Regions from separate parts of the Mus musculus genome. Here all the other regions are linked to region 2. A link is a contact called in public Hi-C and HiChIP or PLAC-seq data. All regions are on one chromosome and are shown on one strand. The core of a region is the stretch at or near the end of the contact, and the rest is flanking DNA. Distances in the headings are between cores, read along the strand shown.

Region 1 (2,700 bases), core at 7-2,506, 89 kb before region 2:
AACATGTTATGTGAAGCAGGAAGCTGCCAGTGCCCTGTCTTGTCTGACTGTATTTCTCACAGTCTCCTTAAGCAGCGGCTTCATGAGCTAAGGGTGAACCAACAGGTCTGTTTATGAAAAATCTGCTCCTAGGCCCATCCAGGGGCCTCTATGGCTTTTTGCCGTCTAATAATTGGACTGCAGATACGCGAACATAGGAAATCAGGAGGCCGGCAGAGTTCCCACCTATGGAGGAATTAATGCAGACAGCAGGGTACTCGATCCGTGCTTTCTAGTAATCCCTTCAAATCTGCATTTCTTCCAGAAGGCTTTTTATTTCAAAACCCATTTTAAAAGTCAATGATCATTAAGCATGCAGAGACGTGAGTGGGTTTCCGCTCTGTATTTCATTTGACTTGCTTCCAAATTGCTGTCCCTTCATTCGAGGTTTCCGTGTGTGTGTGGGGGGGGGGGGAGCATTGGAAGTTAAATGAACCTTTCTCTGGGTCTTAGAGACCTTTCTCTGAGTCTTAGAGACACCTGAACCCAGTGGAGACCTGTTTTCCTGCCATGCGGCTTCTACAAGGCCGGAATCCCCCTGCCCCACATTCCTGAGAGAGCTAGCTACTAGATACTAGTGTTTCACAGACCCACAGCCCTACCTGGGCTCTCTGGAATCTGTAGGTATGGCATAATACTAATGTTCTTCTCTGACACCATCTGTTGTCCCTTCTCCAGGAAAAAAGTCCCTGCCTGTCTGTATACTCCTGTGGCTGTGAATGGATCAGATCACACCTGCCTCCTCCCTTTGTTCTTTCCCTTGATCCTCTAGGGTAAAGAGAACCAGTTGGCAGCTTGGCAAGGTGACTCTTTTATAAGGGCATGTCCTGAGGTAGCACACGGCCTCTTCCTGGCCAGGGTAACTGCTGGTACAGGATAGAACGTCTTGGTGCTTGGCCTCCGGAGTCGCCATTCATTACACAGTCTTTATCTTTGTGCATATCCTGGAACAATACTCTTAAATAAATACTCTCAGGGCCATTTTTTTTCTTCTGTGGGTATTTACTTTGTGTTTCCATGATCTCAATGGGACCCAGAAATGAAGGAGACGGGAGGTTTAGCAAATAAGCATTTGCCACTGTCTACGCACAAGGGGACAACTGTGAGGGACGGTGTTTTGTTTTCCAAGGGAGGCACGTCATTGATACGACACAGCCCATGTGTATGAGCACACGGCGGCTTGGAAGTTTCCATTTGACCCCGAGTGACAGATAAGCCTATATCGAGTGAGCAGAGGCAAGCTGGGCTGGAGGGCAGGAGGCCTTGGCACTGAGCAGCCTCTGCCCCCTGAGGCTTGGTCACGCCTTTTGACTGTCCGGGCTTTTAAGAGCACTATGCAATCAGGGAAGACTCCAGGATTTCATGCCTGATACTCTGAATGGTTGTGTGTTTAATGAGATTCTGTCACCTGAATTCTGTAGTCTGAAAAAAAAAAATGAAAATTATAGTCTAGTTTGAAAATCTGCTTCTTTTCACCATGGCCTATTTGCCACCACAATTTCAGTGGCATTGGCAGATTTTGTTTTATTTTATTTTATTTCATTTTTACATCTGGGTATATGAAAGCTTAGCTGGGGAAGTCTCCACAAATGAAAGTACAGCAGTCATAGATGGGTATCTACTAGAGATCTACCCACGTTCATCAGTGAAAACCCAACTGCCAATCCTAAGTTCGTCTCCCTCTGCTCATCCTTGTTAGCTAGAAGCACAAAGGTCCACTCACCACAAGCCAGGTTCCCATGAGAACCTGCCAAGAGGAACCATGAAAGAGGAAGAGGAAGTCCAAGCTCCCCAAGGCCATTGTGTTTATTTGTTCCAAAGCTAGACTGGCCTCATTCATACCTTAGGACAGCGGGTGTGTTCTTGTATGATGCCCAGAGGATGATGGGACATTTTTCCAGGGGCCTGGGAGAGAGTGGACCTATTTCTTTGTTTCTTTTATTTAAAAAAGCAGGCAACATCCAGATCCTACATCAACGAATCTGTCTCTCCCTTGCATCTTTCCAGACTGGCCTACGATAGAGGCAAGCCAGGGGAACTCCTACCTAGCCAGACAAATCTGGCCTCCTCAGAACCTGAAGGAACCCAGGGCATTTGCCCAAGGGCCCTACCTACTCCTTCTCAGGTAAAGGAGCACAGCTCACAGAGCTGAGAGACCTTTCAAATTTGAACACTGGGACTTATGGGCAAGCTGCAATGGCAGCGCAACCACCTGGTAGATCAGGGGTTGGCTTATCCTCTCTTTGTCCCAAAGGGTCGCAGGAATCACCTTTTAAAAAAAATGGATATTTTCTTTATTTACATTTCAAATGTTTTCCCCTTTCCAGGCCTCCCTTCTGAAACCCCCATCCCATCTCTCCTCCCCCTACCTCTATGAGGATGCTCCCCCACCCACCCACCTACTCCTAGCTTCCTGCACTGGCATTCCTCTACACCCTTAGGACCCCTCTTCCCATTGATGTCCAACAAAGCCATTCTCTGCCACACATGCAGCCAGCTCCATGGGTCCCTCCATGTGTATTCTTTGTTTGGTGGTCCAGTCCCGGGGTCTGGGGGGATGGGGCAGGTCTGGCCGGTTGACACTGTTGCTCCCTCCATGTGACTGCAAACCCCCTCAGCTCCTTCAGTCCCTTCTTCAACTCCTCCATCGGGGAACCCTAC
Region 2 (2,700 bases), core at 96-2,595:
CAAGATGAAGTCCAGATTCTGTTTCTTGATTGAGATGAACTCCTCAGTGGGGTTGCAAGCTCACTGTAAAGAGAGTAGGCCTTCACTTCAGCTCAAGAAGAAGAACCAGACACAGAGATGGGTGTGCTTCATGCTGCATGCTTGGGGTAACTCCCACAAACAAACAAACAACCTCCCTGGGCGCTGCTGTGCACCCAGGGCAGCCATGTGTCTCCAGGGAAACACATTGTTCTTAGACAGCTCTACTCACTTGGAGTGATGCCCTGGGTCCACCAGTCACTGATACTGGGGTGTCCTGCATCCTGCCCATGAGGCTCTATCTTGGCAAAGCAAATTTTTAGCAGTTGCCATAATTAAATAGTGCAGATCATGAGGAAAACAGTGTGGATAGAAGACGCCGGCAAGGGGGTCCAATCCAATCCCCAGGGTGGTAATCACTTTTCTTTACTGTGACAAAATGCCTGATGCACAGAACGGAAGAAGGAGAAGTTTGGGGCTGCAGAGGGTGGCTTAGGGACTAAAGTATGTGTGCCACAGGAGTGGAATGCAATTCAGGTTCCCAGAGAATGACAGAGAGGTGTGGTGGCCTGCTGTAAGCCCAGCCTGGGGAGGCTGATGCACAGAATAGCCAGAGCAAGCTGGCTCCCAATGGCAGACATATGTGCAGGCTCTGGGTTTGATTGAGAGACTCTGCCTTCAATGAAAAAGATAACAAGATGATCAAGGATGAACTGCAGCATCAATCTCCAGCTTCTACGTGTGCACATGTAATGCAAGCACACACACACACACAAACACACACACACACACACACACATACACATACACACACACACGGGGTGGGGAATGACAAAGAAGGACTGAATTTACTTTCTTGTGGTTTCAGTCTATGGTCCCTAGGCTCTGTCACTCCTAGACTGAACATCATGACAGGAGTGTGGGGCAGGGTAGAGCTGCCCAGCCCATGGTGGCCAGCGAACAGGGAGAGAGGGCCAGAGACAAGAGAGAGACCCATTCCCTCCAAGAAGAACCCACCTCCTTTCCATGGCCTCTCAGCAATGCCACCAAGCTATGAGGCCACCAGTGAGGTCACAGCCCTGAAGATCCAGTCATCTCCCCCAAATCAGCTGGCAGCTGAGCCTGAGGGACATTTCAGTTCCAAACCATAAAGCTTAAGAAGCCAGCACACAAAACGCCCTCAGTAAGCAGGAGTTTCAGAGATTTAGAGATGAAAAAAAAAAAAAAACCTGTTCCCTTTCTGTTTTCATGAATGGGTTCTGCCGACAGCAGCTAAACCACCAATCACAAGGTGGCTGCGGGGAGTTGCTGCTAACTGCATCTGCACAGCACAGGGAGGAAGCTCTCTCTTGGCCTGGGTTCTTGTGAACCTTTACTGAGGCCACGAGGCCGCCCTGAACCAAGAAAGCCAGGAAGTCTCCGTAATGCACTTATCAGCTCCAGGGAAAACCCTCCCTGTCTTGGCAGCTGGCCCAGGCAGGCGTGGGGAGGTGGCCCAGGCCTTCCTGCTGCCTCGCCCACTGCGGAACAGCAGCAGTTGCCATTCAAGGAAGAGGCTGCACAGGAAACAGATGTGTACGCGCGGCAGAGAACCGGCACCAGCCCTGCGCAAAGCAGCCCGGCCCTCCATTCATAAAAACCGAAGCAAAGGCCATCCCAGACAGAGGAACTCGCCAAGCTGATAGTGACTGCGAGCAGCAAGTGAAAGGGCCGGCCCTGGAGGAAACAAATAAAAATCAAACACCCCATTTGAGCCAGAGAGATAGCTGAGGAAATTGCACCCATAAAGAAATTGCAGCTACAGGCAGGGAAGGGGGAGGAGAAGGAACGAGAAAGAAGAAGGGAAAACAGCAAAAGCCAAGGGGAGCGAGCAAAATAAAACTTCTCTGGCACCGGGCAGCCCAGAAGAGTGGCCTCCTCCTCTGTGGCCAACAATAGTAAAAAACCTACGTTTAAAAGCAAAACGAATCAGACAAAGGAATAGGGAAAAAAAAAGTCCTCTGACGCGTAGCAAGAGGGTCAGCAAAGGACAGATCAGATACCACGGTTGATGGGGATGGTTAGAGGATCAAACAGATGAGTAAAGGCAGGCAGGCTGAAGTTCAGCCAGGACTGGAAAGCCAAAAGGGTCGCACCTGTGTGGTCCCTGAGGGTCAGGGAGATTCGCAGAGCGCTCTCTCTCTCTCTCTCTCTCTCTCTCTCTCTCTCTCTCTCTCTCTCTCTCTCTCTCTCTCGATATTTTCAGGCAGGGGTTTCTCTGTGGAGCCCCTATGATATGTAGAACAAGTCTCAAACTCCTGCCTTGGGCCACTGCGCCACAAATAGCAGGGAGTTCGCGCACAGATTAACTCCTTGCCCTGGTTCCAGGCTTCATGAGCATGGGCTGACAAGGAGGGGCCACCCCCTAACACACACACACACACACACACACACACACACACACACACACACACACACACCGCCTTAAAACAATAGCAGCTAAACAACTAAGTAACCTCATTCAGCTGAAGCCAGCTGTGCAGTAGAAGGGGATCTGGAGGGGGAGGGGGTTTATTCTTAAGACATAAACTTAAGAATGTAAAACATCGAGCCTCAGTGCAAAGAGAGATGCTCCGCCCTCTCTTTTTTGTCTTTTGGTTGGTTGGTTGGTTGGTTTTTTTGGGGGGTTTGTTTGTTTGTTTG
Region 3 (2,700 bases), core at 45-2,544, 110 kb before region 2:
ATACACTCCCCTCTTCAAGCCCGGGGGGGGGGGTGCTGTCACACAAAGTGTAGCTTAGAAAATAAGGTACAGATTCTGTCTGCAAAACTAGGCTATCCTGTTAGCCGACATGCAACAGAAAGGTTTGGCGGCAGCCAAGAAAGACAAGGGACACTGGTAGAACCCCCAAGTAGCTTCCCAATGCCTTTAAATACATGCTCCCCTGTGTCTGTGTTTGGAGGGGCCACAACTGCTCCCCCAGGCCTGCCCTGCACCCTCTCTTTCTCTCTGCTTCAGCACACTAACTTTAGATTAGAGTCTCCGACTCACCACATCTGTGTCACCTCAGAACCTTCCCTCCTGCCAAGAAGCTTGCTATCCACTTGGATGGACCCAAACCATCAAACCACACTTGAATGCCAGCTTTTATGTGACTCTCTCCAAGCATGCCACCCTGGTTCTAAAGACAGAACTAGACCCTCACTGGATATGCCAGAAGCTTGTGGTGTACGGGAAGTCCCTGAGAGAACCCTGTGGATTGGCCTTGGCACTCTCACACCTGGCTAGCATCCGTCCTGGCCCACAGTAGCTCTTCACAGACAAGTGCATTTTCACATATGCATTTCAGTAGTCGGGTGCTATAAGATTAGCTGTCTAGCATCATAGTTTACCGGGTATACGTACGATTCCTAATGAATACCAATGTGGAAACAGAGGCCGAGTGATATCTTGTGATTTCTGGAAGGCCACTTAGTTGGGACATCGGAAGTCAGTCTTAGTTTCCGGCCTGTGCTCCGGCATCTTGACTAGTGAAGTGTAGTGCCTAGTGCAAGCACTCAGATACCGTGTGTGCTCTAAGAGACTGCAGACAAAGATGCCAGCAGCAAGCAACCACAGCCACAGAAGCCATCATGGATCAGTTTCACTTCCACATACCATGCGCACGCGCACATGCCTGCCTGCGCATGTGCGTCTGTCTATGTGTGTGTGTGTGTGTGTGTGTGTGTGTGTGTGTGTGTGTGTGTGTGAGTGTGTGTGTGTGAGTGTCTGTGTGTGTGTCTGTGTGTGTGTGTGTGTGTCTGTGTGTATGTGTGTATGTGTGTGTGTATGTGTGTCTGTGTGTGTCTGTGTGTGTGTGTGTCTGTGTGTGTGTGTCTGTGTGTGTGTGTGTCTGTGTGTGTGTGTGTGTGTGTGTGTGTGTGTGTGTGTGTATAGAGGAGGCTATAGAGCACAGTGTCTCTCCTCAGGTGACCTTGTTTTTTGTAGGTTTAGTTTGGTTTTAAACAGCATCTCTTACTGGCACCTGGAGCTCGCTGATTCAGCTGGGCGAGCAGACTTCCCATTTCTACTTTCATGGTGCTAGGATTGTGAACAAGACACCACACCCAGCTTTTTACACGGATTCTGGCGATCTGAACTCAGACTGTGGCACAGCAAGCACTTTATAGACAGAATCATTTCTCCTGCCCCAGTTCCACAGACGTTCATCAGAGACCAGGCAATTCCCAAAGCCGGATGCTCAACCCATGGCTGGATCTCTCCAAAGACACAGCCTGCAAGTATGCTGGGGGTTCAAGCTCAGCAGTGTGCTGGTGGCCTGGGAAGTGGGATGACACAGGAAGGCTCCCTGAAGCATAGACTTCACCCACATCTATAGACAGACCAGAGATCTACAAACCTCAAATCACAAGCATTTTCCTTCTCCTGTCCCCTAATGCATGGAGATGTTTTATCTTGCATTTCTAATGCAGCCTTTCTGTTCAGTTTCAATGGTGATTAACAAGAACACACACACACACACCTGTGTGTGCATCTGCTCTGTTCTTGCCGTAGGGTCAAAGCAGACAGCTGTGCTATAGAGCAGGAAGTCTGTTTAGTGGGGTTCTGTTTCTTGGTTTCTTCTGTCTAAACTTCATTTGTGTGTAGAAGCAACAGAAATGTGCACATGAAACTGTGAAGTTCCCTGGCGACTGTCACAGCGTCAATAGCCCCAAACCTGACAACTTGCTAACACCAGAACCGAAACCGAGACTGAGACTGAGCACTGGTTTTGGTCACGCACCACCCCCACCCCCACCCCCACCCCCACCCCCACCCCCACAATGTCATCATTCCAGTCTTAAATCCTAACGCAAGTCCTTCCACTGACAGAAGAAGATCTGCCTGGACACTTGAGGCTGTGAACTCACAATACCTCTCATATGAAGCACTGACTTGCAATTTTAATGATTATCTTTGTCCAGCGAGCATGAGCATGACTAAGCATCCTGAGCCAACGTACCGAGGAAACCCAGGCTTCTCCTCCATTCCTACTCCCTCATCCACACTGAGACCTGAGGCAGGTGCTCCTTCCTGCCCTTGATCAAGGTTCCCAGAGCAGTGACAGAATTCACAGTTCTCTCTCCACCTACACAGGTTGGACATACACCCTCCGCCCATGACACAATAGGTTATACTCCTGGACCAGCACTAAGGTAAGGAAAATCATTGCCCCTGGTTCAGACACCACCACCTAGGTGCCCACGTATGTTTCTCCTTCCTATGATGCTGCTTTGGTAGTTGGTAGATAGTGTTATTCAGATTTCTGTTGTTATAACAAACATCTGAGAGAATCAGCTTAAAGAGATGAAAGGTTTGTTTTGTTTGGTGTTTTAGACACCCCAGTCCCTCATTGGTTGGTGTTGCCCTTGGATCTGTCCTGAGTCAGCAGACTATGGTACC

Evidence for each region. A called contact is a pair of places that touch in the nucleus more often than the background predicts. HiChIP or PLAC-seq counts read pairs in DNA pulled down with a chosen protein or histone mark.
Region 1: a contact with region 2 is called in an H3K27ac HiChIP or PLAC-seq map of extraembryonic endoderm stem cells. The contact joins two enhancer-like sites. A contact is called at or near these places in 3 of 484 Hi-C or Micro-C datasets (the AML12 cell line, liver and pre-pro-B cells) and 4 of 115 datasets of contacts at active chromatin or transcription factors (extraembryonic endoderm stem cells, kidney, microglia and 1 more).
Region 3: a Hi-C map of centrocytes shows a contact between it and region 2, with 1.5 times the contacts expected there. The contact joins two enhancer-like sites. A contact is called at or near these places in 2 of 15 datasets of contacts at CTCF or cohesin (large pre-B cells and pro-B cells) and 9 of 484 Hi-C or Micro-C datasets (B cells, the N1E-115 cell line, centrocytes and 5 more).

What each region holds. Positions count from the first base shown.
Region 1 is chr8:10,856,280-10,858,979 of GRCm38.p6, forward strand. It overlaps Gm32540 (a long non-coding RNA gene), which reads right to left. Exons shown (of 3, transcript XR_870139.3): 3 at 1-1,461. Among named protein-coding and RNA genes, the nearest start is that of Gm39130, 7.4 kb to the left of the region's middle. Within about 2 kb of position 1,257, at least 26 of the 459 cell types and tissues checked have an H3K27ac peak or open chromatin away from gene starts, as enhancers often do. A contact at or near this core is called in extraembryonic endoderm stem cells, liver and microglia, where this site is marked.
Region 2 is chr8:10,944,731-10,947,430 of GRCm38.p6, forward strand. No RefSeq gene overlaps it. Among named protein-coding and RNA genes, the nearest start is that of 3930402G23Rik, 18 kb to the left of the region's middle. Within about 2 kb of position 1,346, at least 301 of the 459 cell types and tissues checked have an H3K27ac peak or open chromatin away from gene starts, as enhancers often do. A contact at or near this core is called in B cells, the N1E-115 cell line, centrocytes and 5 more, where this site is marked.
Region 3 is chr8:10,830,142-10,832,841 of GRCm38.p6, forward strand. No RefSeq gene overlaps it. Among named protein-coding and RNA genes, the nearest start is that of Gm32485, 14 kb to the left of the region's middle. Within about 2 kb of position 1,295, at least 51 of the 459 cell types and tissues checked have an H3K27ac peak or open chromatin away from gene starts, as enhancers often do. A contact at or near this core is called in B cells, the N1E-115 cell line, centrocytes and 2 more, where this site is marked.